2 separate regions of the Mus musculus genome follow, and region 1 is linked to region 2. Evidence: chromatin contacts called from public HiChIP or PLAC-seq data. All regions are on one chromosome and are shown on one strand. Each heading gives the region's core, a stretch centred on a gene start, on an enhancer-like site or on the middle of the called end of the contact. The rest is flanking DNA. Distances are from core to core; before and after follow the strand shown.

What was found. HiChIP or PLAC-seq counts read pairs in DNA pulled down with a chosen protein or histone mark.
Region 1: an H3K27ac HiChIP or PLAC-seq map of differentiating embryonic stem cells shows a contact between it and region 2, with 4 times the contacts expected there. The contact joins the enhancer-like site here to the promoter of Trp53i11 in region 2. A contact is called at or near these places in 17 of 39 promoter capture datasets (the 3T3-L1 cell line, 3T3-L1-derived adipocytes, the HPC-7 cell line and 11 more), 2 of 15 datasets of contacts at CTCF or cohesin (embryonic stem cells and stem cell-derived epiblast-like cells), 60 of 484 Hi-C or Micro-C datasets (the Ba/F3 cell line, the C2C12 cell line, ECoMG myeloid progenitors and 28 more), 24 of 115 datasets of contacts at active chromatin or transcription factors (the SCID.adh cell line, SST interneurons, T-cell acute lymphoblastic leukemia and 15 more) and 2 of 9 other capture datasets (adipose tissue and embryonic stem cells).

Annotation. Positions count from the first base shown.
Region 1 is chr2:92,879,891-92,885,939 of GRCm38.p6, reverse strand. All of the region lies in intron 2 of Gm13791 (a long non-coding RNA gene), which reads left to right. Among named protein-coding and RNA genes, the nearest start is that of Syt13, 32 kb to the left of the region's middle. Within about 2 kb of position 1,764, at least 37 of the 459 cell types and tissues checked have an H3K27ac peak or open chromatin away from gene starts, as enhancers often do. A contact at or near this core is called in craniofacial prominence, differentiating embryonic stem cells and embryonic heart, where this site is marked.
Region 2 is chr2:93,186,085-93,191,804 of GRCm38.p6, reverse strand. Trp53i11 (transformation related protein 53 inducible protein 11) reads right to left here and starts at 4,257. Exons shown (of 8, transcript NM_001025246.2): 1 at 4,058-4,257.

The DNA of each region.
Region 1 (6,049 bases), core at 515-3,014, 300 kb after region 2:
GTCCCACCAACTCCTTCTCTGTCTTCATCAGCCTCCTGACTCAGCTCATCTGCCTTCAACCTCCCTCAGTCCTCTCCTCTCCCTTTCCCTCTTCCTTCCCTCTCTCTCCCTCATTCTTTTCAGCCTCCCTCATTCTCCCTTAGTGTCCTTAGCCTCCCTTGACTTCCTCATCCTCTGTCATCTATCACACTTGGCCTCTTCATCCTCCCTCATGCCCTCCATCACTCTTGGCCTCTCAGCCTTCTCAATCTCACTTGGTCCCCCTTGGCCTACTCAGGCTCCCTCTGCCTTCATAGCCTCTGTTTCCCACAGCCCCCTCTGTTCCCTCATCCTCCTTTGCCTTCCATGAGCCTTCTCAGCTCTTCCCCCACTGTTCATTTGGACTTTCTTAGCCTTCTTACACTCATCGCTCAGCTCAGTCTATTCTCTTTTCTATTCTGCCTCCGACCAGATATCTGTGCCCTGGACGTTGTACATACCCAGCTCATCCAGAAAAACTGCCTCGCCTTTGAAATCTGATGCTAACATCATGGCTGAGGCCAAGCTGGCTTTGGCTTGAGGTCCAGCAAGATGCCTCTGGGAGCCGGCGCCTCCTCTTCCCAGGTGGGCTCCCTTACAGCTTGTTTCCAGCACCTTCCACCAGTAGCCAGCCTGAGCCTGCTTTTGATGGAACGAGTCAAGGCTTTACTGGAGCTTCTGGTTTCTGTACAAAACTTGTTTGAGGCAGAGCAAGAATGTGGCACATCTTGAAGCTGGAACAAGTTTGGTCAAGCTGGGAAATGCAGCCCAACAGGTCAGGGTACCCACCGTGGGGACCTGTGGAGAAAGGGTGACCAATGTTCCTACCTGGTTCTTGTTCTCATGTCATGGAAGTTCCCAAAGCTGGATCTCAGGTGCAGCCTCTGGATCGGTGGCATCTGCTCATGGCTATGCGCCTGACCTAGTGCTACCCAGGTAATGGGCTCGTATTGATGTCACAGTGAGATGAATGGTGGCTGCCATTGGTTTTGGACCTGGGACAAGGGACTGAGGTGAATATTTTACATATGAAAGCAGACCAGACCTCCAAGTTATGCCAGCATTGGCAGTCCGTACCCTGCCCCAACCCCAGAACTTTCCAGCCCAGGGCCTGGGCTGCCCTTCCCTCAGAGGTTCTTCCCTGTATAATCCAGACATTTTGGAGACTCAACAGAAACAGACTGAAAATTATAAATAAATAAATAAACAAACAAACAAATAAATAACAAAAAAAAGAAAAGAAAAGAAAAAAGGAAAGAAAGAAAAGATTTGGGCTTGTAGCGAACCAAGCATGCAGCAGCTTTTATTCTGCCATTATTAAACATTACAATAAGGATCATAGCAAATCTGTTTTAAAGTATGCAGGAGGTAGGGTGTTTGGGGGTCACATGCAGCTCTTTTACAAGGAGCTTGTGTGTCTCAGATTTTCGTATCTGAGGGTTCCTGGGAACACACCCACCCCAGGTCATGAGAGACAGTGGCACTCAGAGAAAGGGTCTTTGTACTGTAGTTAAGCATCTTACATGCAGATTACATTGGGTTATCTAGGTGGACCCTGTGACAAGTATCCTTACAAAAGCCATAGAAGAGGCAAGTGGTCCTGGAAGATGGAGAGGGAGGAGCCAGCAGTGACTGGAGATAGAGGGGGAGGAGCCAGCAGTGACTGGAGATGGAGGGAGAGGAGCCTGCAGTGACTGGAGATGGAGAGGGAGGAGCCAGCAGTGACTGGAGATGGAGAGGGAGGAGCCAACAGTGACTGGAGATGGAGGGAGAGGAGCCAGCAGTGACTGGAGATGGAGGGGGAGGAGCCTGCAGTGACTGGAGATGGAGAGGGAGGAGCCTGCAGTGACTGGAGATAGGAGGGAGAGGAGCCAGCAGTGAGTGGAGATGGAGGGGGAGGAGCCTGCAGCGACTGGAATTTCTGTACAGGATCTACCGGCTGCCAAGAGGCAAGGAAGGAACTCTGCCAAGCTCCCAGTGAGAAGTGACCCTCACACAGGATCTTGGGCTTTTAGTCTTAGCTCTGCCCTTGTTGGGATAGTAAGGACAAGCTGACAGACTCAAATTCAAGTCCCCACTAGGGCCTTTCAGGACCCTATAGCCTTTGCTAAATCGTTTTAACCTCCAGGGCTTTAAGTAGTAATAGGCGTGAACAAACTCAGGCTCGTGGTGAGGATGCTGAGAGATCATGTCCCCGTTCAGACGTATAAGACCGCGTTCCAGGCACCGCAGTTACCCTGCCTCTGGCTCCTTAAGCATCTTTCTCAGTCTCGATCTAGCCCCTCACACTCTTCCTTTTGGAGTTCTTGTCCCAGCTGCTGGAAAGCCTAGGTACCTTTCATCCTTTGGCCTGGCTGGGGTGGGGGTAGGGGGTGCGGAAATCGCTAGTGCTCAAGCTTCTTCCTGCCCTCTCCTCTCCGCAGCCCTCCCCACAGTCACTTCCCATTGTTCCTGCACTTTACCAGACTGCAAGCTCTGTTGGGGGCAACCACATCTGAGCTGGAATTGGCTTAACGAATATCTAATTAACATTTGTTGATTTCATGGTTCCCTATAACTGGCTCTAGGGAAGAAACCTGATCCTGTGGTATTCTGGTTTTGTTTTGTTTTATTAGAAAAATAAGGATGTTGGAAATAAGGGGTGTTCTTCCTCTCAAACTTCCATCCTGTTCAGCAAAGCTAAGAATCAGCGAGTCGAGGCTCTGCTCATGTGGCCTCTTGCTGCCCCCTGGTGGGCAAGATGATAAATGGCACCTCATCATTTTCCCTTGTCTGTTTTGTACTCTGTTAAGAACACACAAAAAGCCACCCACTGAAGCAGAATAAAGCCAAAGAAAGGACAATATTCAGCAGTCAAAAGACCATGCTTTCTTTTCCATGACATGCTGTGGGTCACAGAGTTGTTCCGCATATCAGGAATGGTGATGGAGGGCCTGAGGCCACCACCTTAAAACTCCTTGGGTGAATCTGGTCTTAGGGCGGCTGTGCACAGCCTGTGTTCTTATCTGTGAATTGGGCATAGAAAGCATCCACCTCACAGACGTTTCAAGACTAAATGTGGCAAGGCACCTGACCTGTGGGAAATCCTTAGCAAAGGTCGGTACCCTTCTGGGCTTTCAATACATTTTGCATGAAGAGGCAGCAGCCACAGACACGGGGTATTTAGTACTCAGGTCTAGTTTCTGTTGTCATAAAGTACCCTTAAAATGCCACTTAAAGGAGAAGAGGTAGAGTTTTAGCTCACAATTCCAAGTTGTAGACCATAATACCAGGGAAGTCAAGGCAGGAACTTGAGTCATCTTCACAGTCAAGAGCAGAGAGAGCGTGATGCATGTCTGCTTGTCCATGTTCAGCTCCTTCTTATGCTTATACAACTTAGGGCCCCCTGCCTAGGGAATGGTGCCACCCACAGTAAGCTGGATCTGTCCCACACCAACTCCTGAAATCAAGACAATCCCTCCCAGATGTTAGCATTTCCTCTAGGCTCCGCCCCACAGTTACCTAGCAACAGCCAGGTATATAAGCTTGGAGCCAGGCATACAAGGGCTGTTCAGGCTTCTTTCTCTCTCCATCTTCTCCCCCGCCCCCCTACCTATTCTCTCTCTCTACCTATTCTCTCTCTTTCTCCCTATGTGTCCCTGGATGGCCTCTTCCCTTCTTTCTCTCTCCTCTCTTTTTCAGTCCTTCCCTGTCCCCCATTCTCTGCCTCAACCCCCTTTCCCCAGGTCCCATATAAATTCCCTTTTATATTAAGCCTGTCCTGTGTCTGACTCTTCAGAGGGAACACTTTGGCATGGGCCCGCCCAGGCACTTCATTTCACCACACCACTGTATGTTTTATAAAACACAACAACACACAAAAACATTTATGCATGTACACACATGCACAGGTGCGTGCATGCACACACACACACACCAACCTAATCTAGACAATCCTTCACTAAGACTCTCTTCCCAGATAATTCTGCATTGTGTTAGGTTAAAAAACTAGCACTATAGCACAGAGAAACAAGGAAATGAATCTGGGAGCCTCTAAACAAGTAGAGTTCGTTTCTAACCGAGGTTCTTTGAGCAGGCAGCTCTGGAGTCCCTCTATATCTAAATGCTTGTCTACAGAATCGAATGCTGATGTACAGATGGCTCCATTCACATCTTTCCACCTCTCTTCTAAACGTCTTCCTGCAGCACAGACATGGGAGCGCTGAGGTCAGGTGCCTCCCCCTCCTTCCTGGCAGCCAGGTGTGCTATGACATAGTTTCCATCAATCCCCATTCACGGCGGTTTCTGGGAGACATCACGGCAGATGTGTTGGGCTTGCTGGGGAGATTGGGAGGAACCCTAAACATTCAGTCCCATTATGGTTTGGGTTTGAAATGCCCCCCCCCCCCAGGCTCATGGGCTTGGTCCCTAGCTGCTCTGGGAGGTTATGGAACTTTTGGGACATGGGGTCTGCCTGGAGGACAGGGGCCATAAATGTGAGCCTTTGAATCTGGCCCAGAGTTCCCTGTTCCCCGTGTCAACAGAATGTGAACACGTCCTAGCTTTTAAAGTTATCATGCCTTCCCCAGCCATGATGCACTTCTCTAATCGCAAGCTGTTTCCGTCAGGTAGTCGGTTGCAGCAGTAAGAAAATGGGTCAGAAGCAGGGGACTTCCAAGAGAAAAGTCCTTTAGGGACCTGGGACAGGTGAAGAACAAGCTAGACTCAGCTGCCCAAAGCTATCTTGGGTCTGCTTGTTTCCCTGGTCCTCCCAGAATCCATAAGTTAAACCCCACCAGGTCCCCTTCAGTGTGAGCTTGCTGGTGGAGCCTCTGCTGTGTGCAGCCAAGGGCCTCGGGATGCACCAACTGTACTATATTAGACTGGAAGATGGCCCGTGAGTGATCTTTACTTTATAGGAGCAGTCATTCTGTGTTGGCTGATAATTCTATGAGAGGAGCGTTGTGTCTTCTTATGGTTAGTGTGGAGAGGTTTTTAAAGTCCATCAATTTCTCTCCATGGGGACGTGTTCAGGTGGCATGTCCCAGGAGAGGACATGCCACCTGAACACATAAAATCTAATTCCAGTAAACTCCTACTTCTAGGGTTGCTCAGTCAGTGAAGGCTTCTTCCCCTTTTCTTGGCATCAGTGATGTAGGGGTACATGTACTACTCACCTCCAGTCTCATCTGCAAGGCAGCCAAGGATGATGAGTCTGCCTGACCCGTGCCTCGATCCGTGGCATCTAATTCTTCTGCACCTGCCTCACCCTCTCCACTGTCTCTTCGCATCTCCTCCCCATGATGCTATGCCTCATAGGTTTCTCCAGTCTCTCGGCTCTTAGAGCCTCTCCCTGGGGTCCTGGCAATGCACAGACCCCAGGACCTGAGTTCTAGCCCCGCCTCTCTGACCTGCTTGCTCTCACTCACATCTGAGGTTAGAACTCACGTATCCCTTTGAAAGGGGACATTGTTCCTTTGCTTTCAAGTGTTGTTTTGCTTAGTTGTTTTTGTTTGTTTGTTTGGTTTGGTTCCTCCCCCCACCCCCCCACTCTGTGAATTTTTGTGTAGCTCACCAAAAAAGCCAAAAAGGGAAAACCTACTTTCTTAAACTGCATGGAAGAGTGCCTTACTGAATGTGTGGGGGTACTTACAGACAGACATTCCCTGGGGCAGGAAACATAAAAGTAGGATGGACAGACAGACATTTGCATGTAGGTGGACAAGTGCACAATAACCACATTTGCAAGCCCATTTTTAAAAAGGCAACTGTCCTATGGCTTTGTGAAAGCCAGAAAGGGGACGTGGGACAGAGCAGCTGGCTAATGGGAAAGTGGCCTGTTATGCAGCCTCACGGGACACAGGCCACCACCAGAGTCCAGGGTATTCTGACCTGTTCAAGTCTAGCAAGATGGGAGGCTCACACGAACTCTAGCGACCTGCAGTGAGCTTACTGTGGCCGCAGAGATAACAGTAGCCTTCGAGGTACAAGGAGTTGTTCCCCAGGATGGATGGAGTCTCCTCTGTCTGTTCCCACTTACAGTGCCACTAAG
Region 2 (5,720 bases), core at 3,008-5,507:
CAAACAAGAGGGAAATGAAAAGGAAGCTACTGTGCCCAGGGCCTGCTGGCAGACAAGCAGAGCCTTAGTCCCCAGGGAATGAAATTATTCTATAGCACACTGCCTGGGTGGACAGAGAAGTGCCGGTGGGCTCCATTGTCACTAAGATGCTGGCTGTGAACGGAGCAGGTGACAAAGACCATGCTTTCAAGTCCTTAGTGTGGCGGACGTGGTAACAGACCCATCCCAGGGACAAAGCTACAGAGTCCATACCAGGTTCCTCGAACCCTCAAGACCCTGAGTCTGGGATCTGGGGTCACGGGGTTTGCCCTGGCACTTGGAGGTCAGGGTGCCCTGAATCACTGTGCTTCAAGGAGGACAGCTGAGGTCACAGGCATGATGAGCCCGGGCTTGCTGTCAGGACAGTGTTCTGTGTGGGTGGAGAGTGTGGTCTCGAGGGCCCTCCACAGGTTTGACTAGGCAACCCTGACCCCAGCTATATAAACACATTTATTTGCATTTCAACGAGGCCCTGCCCAGCCTCAGCAGCCCCTCCCAGCCTCTTCCCGCTTTCCTGTAGAGATTTTCTCTTCTTTCCTTTCCTCTTCTTTCTATCTTCTTTCCTTTCTCTGTCTTTGGAAGGTGGCTGACTTCCAGAGGGATGGGGGAAAGCCCTGACTCTCATCACATATATCTTCAGAGCTTAGGGGACAAAAAAAAAAAAAACAAAAAAACAAAAAAAAAAAACCCCAATGGTAGCTGTGTGAGAGAGGGTGGGAGCCACACCCCTGCCTTCGGGGAGCAGGGCTTGGCTTCACCCAGAGGGCTGAGGCTGCTGCCCCGTGTAAGCCAAGGCCAGCTTCTCAGGCAGCCTCTCAGAAGTCACCGACAAGGCCTTTCCTGTCCTTCTGTCGCTTGCAAAAGGCAAGGCACAGCATGGAGAATTCCTGTCCTTTTCAACCCTGAGTGGGCCAGCCTCCCTGGGGCCTGGTGACCGAGAGTCAGTGCCCTCAAGGGCAGCTGGCCCTGTCATCCATTAGCTTCTGGTTCCCACAGGGCCAGGGCTCTCCTGTGAATAGGCAGCAGTTCCCCTCAACTATTGTCATTCCTCCCCAGACCTCTCCCTTGCTACTCAACAAAACAGAAGGGGCAATGGGGGTTGGGGGTGGAGGCGGGGGTGGTGGGGGGGTGTCTTCCCTGAAGACAAGCTTAACACAATGTCTTCAGACTAGATGATCTGAAGCCATGCTTTCCCCTGGGCAGGGATCAGAGTCCAAGGCTGAGATCTCCCTCTTCATACTTAGTCTCTGGCTAAGTGATTAACAAGGCAAGTCACTCAAAACTCCAAGCTCACTCACATCCTCTACCCCTATATCCTATGCATGGTGTCGGAAGACAGGCCTGCCTCTCTGGGCCTCAAAGTTCCCCATCTGTTAAATGGGCATAATGACACTTCCCCCTGAAGAGAAGTCGTCTACAAACATCCAGAATAGTTTGTGTTTTTGTAGCCAGTGATCAACAAGGCTGCTGTTTAGACCGACAGACTCAAACACCTGGGCCCCAGTCCCCCCACCCCCTTTACTAAAGCAGTTTCGGAGCAGAACCCCTTCCAGGAATTCATGCCCACGCAAATAGAGTGTTCCAAAGAGGGTAGTATCAGGAGGAAGTGGGGTGAGGCAGAATCAAGGTGACTCTGGGTCATGACCAGCACACTGACCCAGGCAGGCATGAAGAAGCATGAGGGTCTTGGGAGACAGGGGATTTCCAGAGCACTTGGCCTGAGCGGCTGTCCTCCTGTCCCTGTCTACTGTGGCTGTGATAGGGACACAGAGAATGCTACTGGGGATGAGGCCTTCCCACCTGGATTCAGAACAAAATGGCACCCCGTGGCTGCCCCTCCTAACTGGGGGGGGGGGGCTGTAAGATGCTGGTTTACAGATCCTCTCTTAATATCACCTGTGAGATGTGGGGGTCCCCATCCTGTCTCACCAGTGCCTCCTGTCTCTTCCTCACCCCACTCCACAGGATCAGCGCAGTGCTGCGCCTCTGGCTCTTTGCACAGGCTATTCTGCAGGACCCAGAAAGCAGCACTGACCACTCCTTAAAAATGGCCTCAACACCCCAACACTCTCCATGTTCCCCTGACTCTGGCTTTCTTTCTGAGACGGGGTCTTCCTAAATAGTCCAAACTGGTCTGTAATTCAGACTCTTCCTGCCTCAGCCTTCTGGGTATTGAGAAAAAACGCCAAGGCACGGCATGTGGCCCAATCGACTTATGTATTATTTATTTATCTGATCTTGCTTAAGACACAGCACTATCTAGAGTCTTGACAGCTTCCACAGGTGTGCAGGGACCTGTGGGACCCGTGCTGGCCACTGCGACATCACTCTTCTGTGGCTCACTCACTGATACTTGGAGCAGTAAGTGAACACACAGAAAAGCCAAGAATAATTCGTGAAGACCCTGCCCCTAGCCGGCAGCCTCTGTCTCCAGCAGAGGGGGCTGTCACAAGTCCAGGCTGTGAGTTGAGGTGATAGGAGCGGCAGAGGTCCTGGACCCAGAAAAATCAAAGCCAGGAACAGCAAGTGAAGGCAGACATACCTGAGAGTCCAGAAGAAGAGAAGCTAAGGCAGAGGGCACCTAAGACACGAAGGCCAGAGGGGACTCTAGGAGAGCGCTCTGTCTGTACGAAGGTGACAACAGAAACCCGAAGTATATTCTGACTTTCCAAAGATCCTACAGGAAAATAGTATTTTTTTTAGCCTCGGACTGAGCCAGAGGCTGCCACTAAGGGGCGGGTGGTGTTCTTCCGGATTCTTCCAGGAGCCCACCAATCCCGCCGGCGGCAGGTGGCGGCCTTTCTCCAGGAGCCTCCAGACGGGAGACACAGCTGGGTGGGTGTCCCTGCAACCCAGGGACTTCTACACTCTCTCCAGGCCCCATCCAGAAAGTTTTTCTAAAAGAAACGAAACAGGAAGTCCGTGCTGGGGGACTTTGAGGAGGCCTTGGCCGTGTGCTTGTAAAGCTTTGGGTCAAAGTGGGAGTGGGTCCTGGGCCTATCCCTGCTCCTCCACCTCACAGGCAGGAGGAGAAGCCCGCTCCATCCAGGATGCAAGAAGGCGACGAAAGGGGAGCCGAAGCGAGCGGCTGGCCTCGCTGTGCCCCGAGGATGGTGCGCGTAATATTTTCTGCGCACTACACGGGACCCCAATCCATCCTGCGCCAGGCAATGGCGCTACACTTTACAGCTGTCTGCGCGGTTTGGGAGAGAGAGTCGCCCGGGTCCACCTGCAATACCCTCCTGACACCACCACCCCCGACTGGGGTCAGGCCCAAACACTTTTCTGCCCGCTCCTCTCCAGCAGGGACTCAGGAGTGTCGCCGGCTTTGCCCCTTCCCCCTCTGATCTATCTTCATCTCCGCGCCGAGGACACTCCCCCACTTTGTGAAGCGAGAGTCCGCGACTCCTCCAGTCCCCGGCACCCACACAAAAGGTCCGGCCAGACCACTGGACAGCGGGAACCCCTCCACCTTCTCCGCCCGCGTACCCGTGGGGGCGAGGACCCGGAAACTCGCAAGTTTACACCGCGCAATCCTCCCGCCGGGAAACAAAGGCGGGAGGAGGGGGGGCGGTGGCGAGAAAGGGGGAGGGGACCGAGAACCAAGCGCTGAAGACAGAGACCCCGGGATAAAAGAAACTGCTTTACTCTCCGCTCTCACTAGCTCCGAATCAAAGAGATAAAGCCCTGGAGGAGGCCGAGAGCGAAATAAACAGCCCCTGGGGAAGGAGGTGGCGGAGAAGAGAGCTGGGGGAGAAAGGGAAACCGAGTCAGTGCAAGGGGACAAACGAAAAGGACAGAGGACAGTGCCAGTAGGAGCTCAGCGGGGGTCTCGGGCGCCCGCCGCCCCGCAAGTGCCAAGCTGTCCTGGCGCCCGGCTGTCGTTCGCAGGGTGCTCGATGCCCCCAGCGGTCCCTAAGGCCCCCCGGCGTCCCCGGGCTGCGCTGCGCAGGCAGCGGCCAGCGCGGTGGCAACGGCGGTGAAGTGTGAGGCTAGCGGCTGCCGGCAGCAGACTTACGTTCCTGGCGCGCGGGGTGCTGCGCTCGCGGAGCTGGCGTGCCCTGCGGACGCTCCGGCCCGGGGAGTCTCACATCGCGGCGCCGCGCTAGGCAGGCAGGGCAGGGCAGGGCAGGGCAAGCTGGACTCCTGGCGCTGCTGGGCTCGCCCGAGTCTGGCGGCCCGCACTGGTCCCTCCTCTAGTGCCGCGCACAAGCCAATGGCGCGCCGTCCCCTCCCACGCGCTGGGCTGCCTCGCCCCCGAGGTGGCCGGGGCGGGCACAGAGGGGTTGGGGGGGAGACCCAGAGCTGAAACGGAGGGCCTACCGGGAGCCGCCTGCGGAGGGCGCACCCTCGCTTGGCTAGGGGGATCCCCGGACGGGGACAACCTGCCGCTGTGCCACCCAGGACTTTCTCGGAAGTTCTGAAGACAGCGCCCCTTTCTCCCGGACTGCAAACATACCCCTACGGGTTTATGAAACATCCATTCTCAGGCCTAGGCCGGTGTCTAGGGTGGAAGGAAGGCACCTGCTATGACTGTTAGGGTCCCCCACGGGTGAAACAACACGGTTAAAAGCAATTTACAATTCATCGTTTGCTAAACCACTTTCAAAAATAAAACCTTAGCGTTCCCAGCAGTCCAATAGGACTAGTCCCAGTTCACAAAACTTCGAGTCATTAATACATAGCCAAGGCCTTAAGATAATTGGTGAATGAGTGTTCTGTCACCCAGGTCACCCATCTCCCCAGTTTGGTGTGAATCCCAAATGACAAGAACTCTTACCCGCTGAGACTTCTACTGCAGTTGCTGTGCTATGTGCTGCGTGTGGCAAGGTTGGATCTTATCTGTGGCTTCAGAGTATTTGTTGGTGGAAGCAAACAGCTCATGCCAAGAGAGAGTCCCAGGTGAGTCTTGAGAAGTCTCTCAAACTAAAAAGACCAGCACCTACAACCTGTCCCATGCCTGGCTCTGGACTCCCTGAGAAACCCTTTATAGCAGTTGATTTTTGCCCAGGGCCCTGCTTCCTGCTGAAAGAAACCTCTGGATCTTGTCTTCTGGACTGATATAGTAAAGGCTTGAGGGAGGGTGGGGACTGAGAGAAGCAAGGTTGAAGGTAAAGAACTGGGGCAGAGATGGAGAGTAGCTGCCCCTCACTATAACTCAACTAGGTGTGCCTCTGGCTCCAGAGTTAAGTTTTGCTTTTCTGCTCCAGGCTACAGAACTAGAATACCTGGGTTCAAATCCTGGCTCTGTTGTTTAGCTTAGCCCTAGGCAAGCAAGTTTCCTAACCTCTCCAAGTCTTGCCTCCTTACCTACAAAGGGGTGTGACCTTATAGCAGGAAGTACCTTGTGGCTGTTGCTGAGATTCCAGTTACAGCTGCAGGCCATGTTAACCAAACCTGATCATGTGTGAGGTGCTAACATACCAGGTAGGCTCCATGGCCCTCCCAGTGGCTGGGGCTGGACAGGAGGGGCTGTGCCCTTTGCAAGGAAGTAAACAGAAGAGTGTCTGGTGCATAGCAAGTCAGCTCTCAGTGGCTGTTAGCCTCCTGATTACCAAGGCAACTAAACTCCCTTCCCACAGTGCCACCCGCTTTTGCTGAACACCTGGCTAGTGATGACCAGTAATGAATGAATCACTCAGCCGTCATGTCTGTAGCTCTGGATCAGGCCTGCCTGGAGG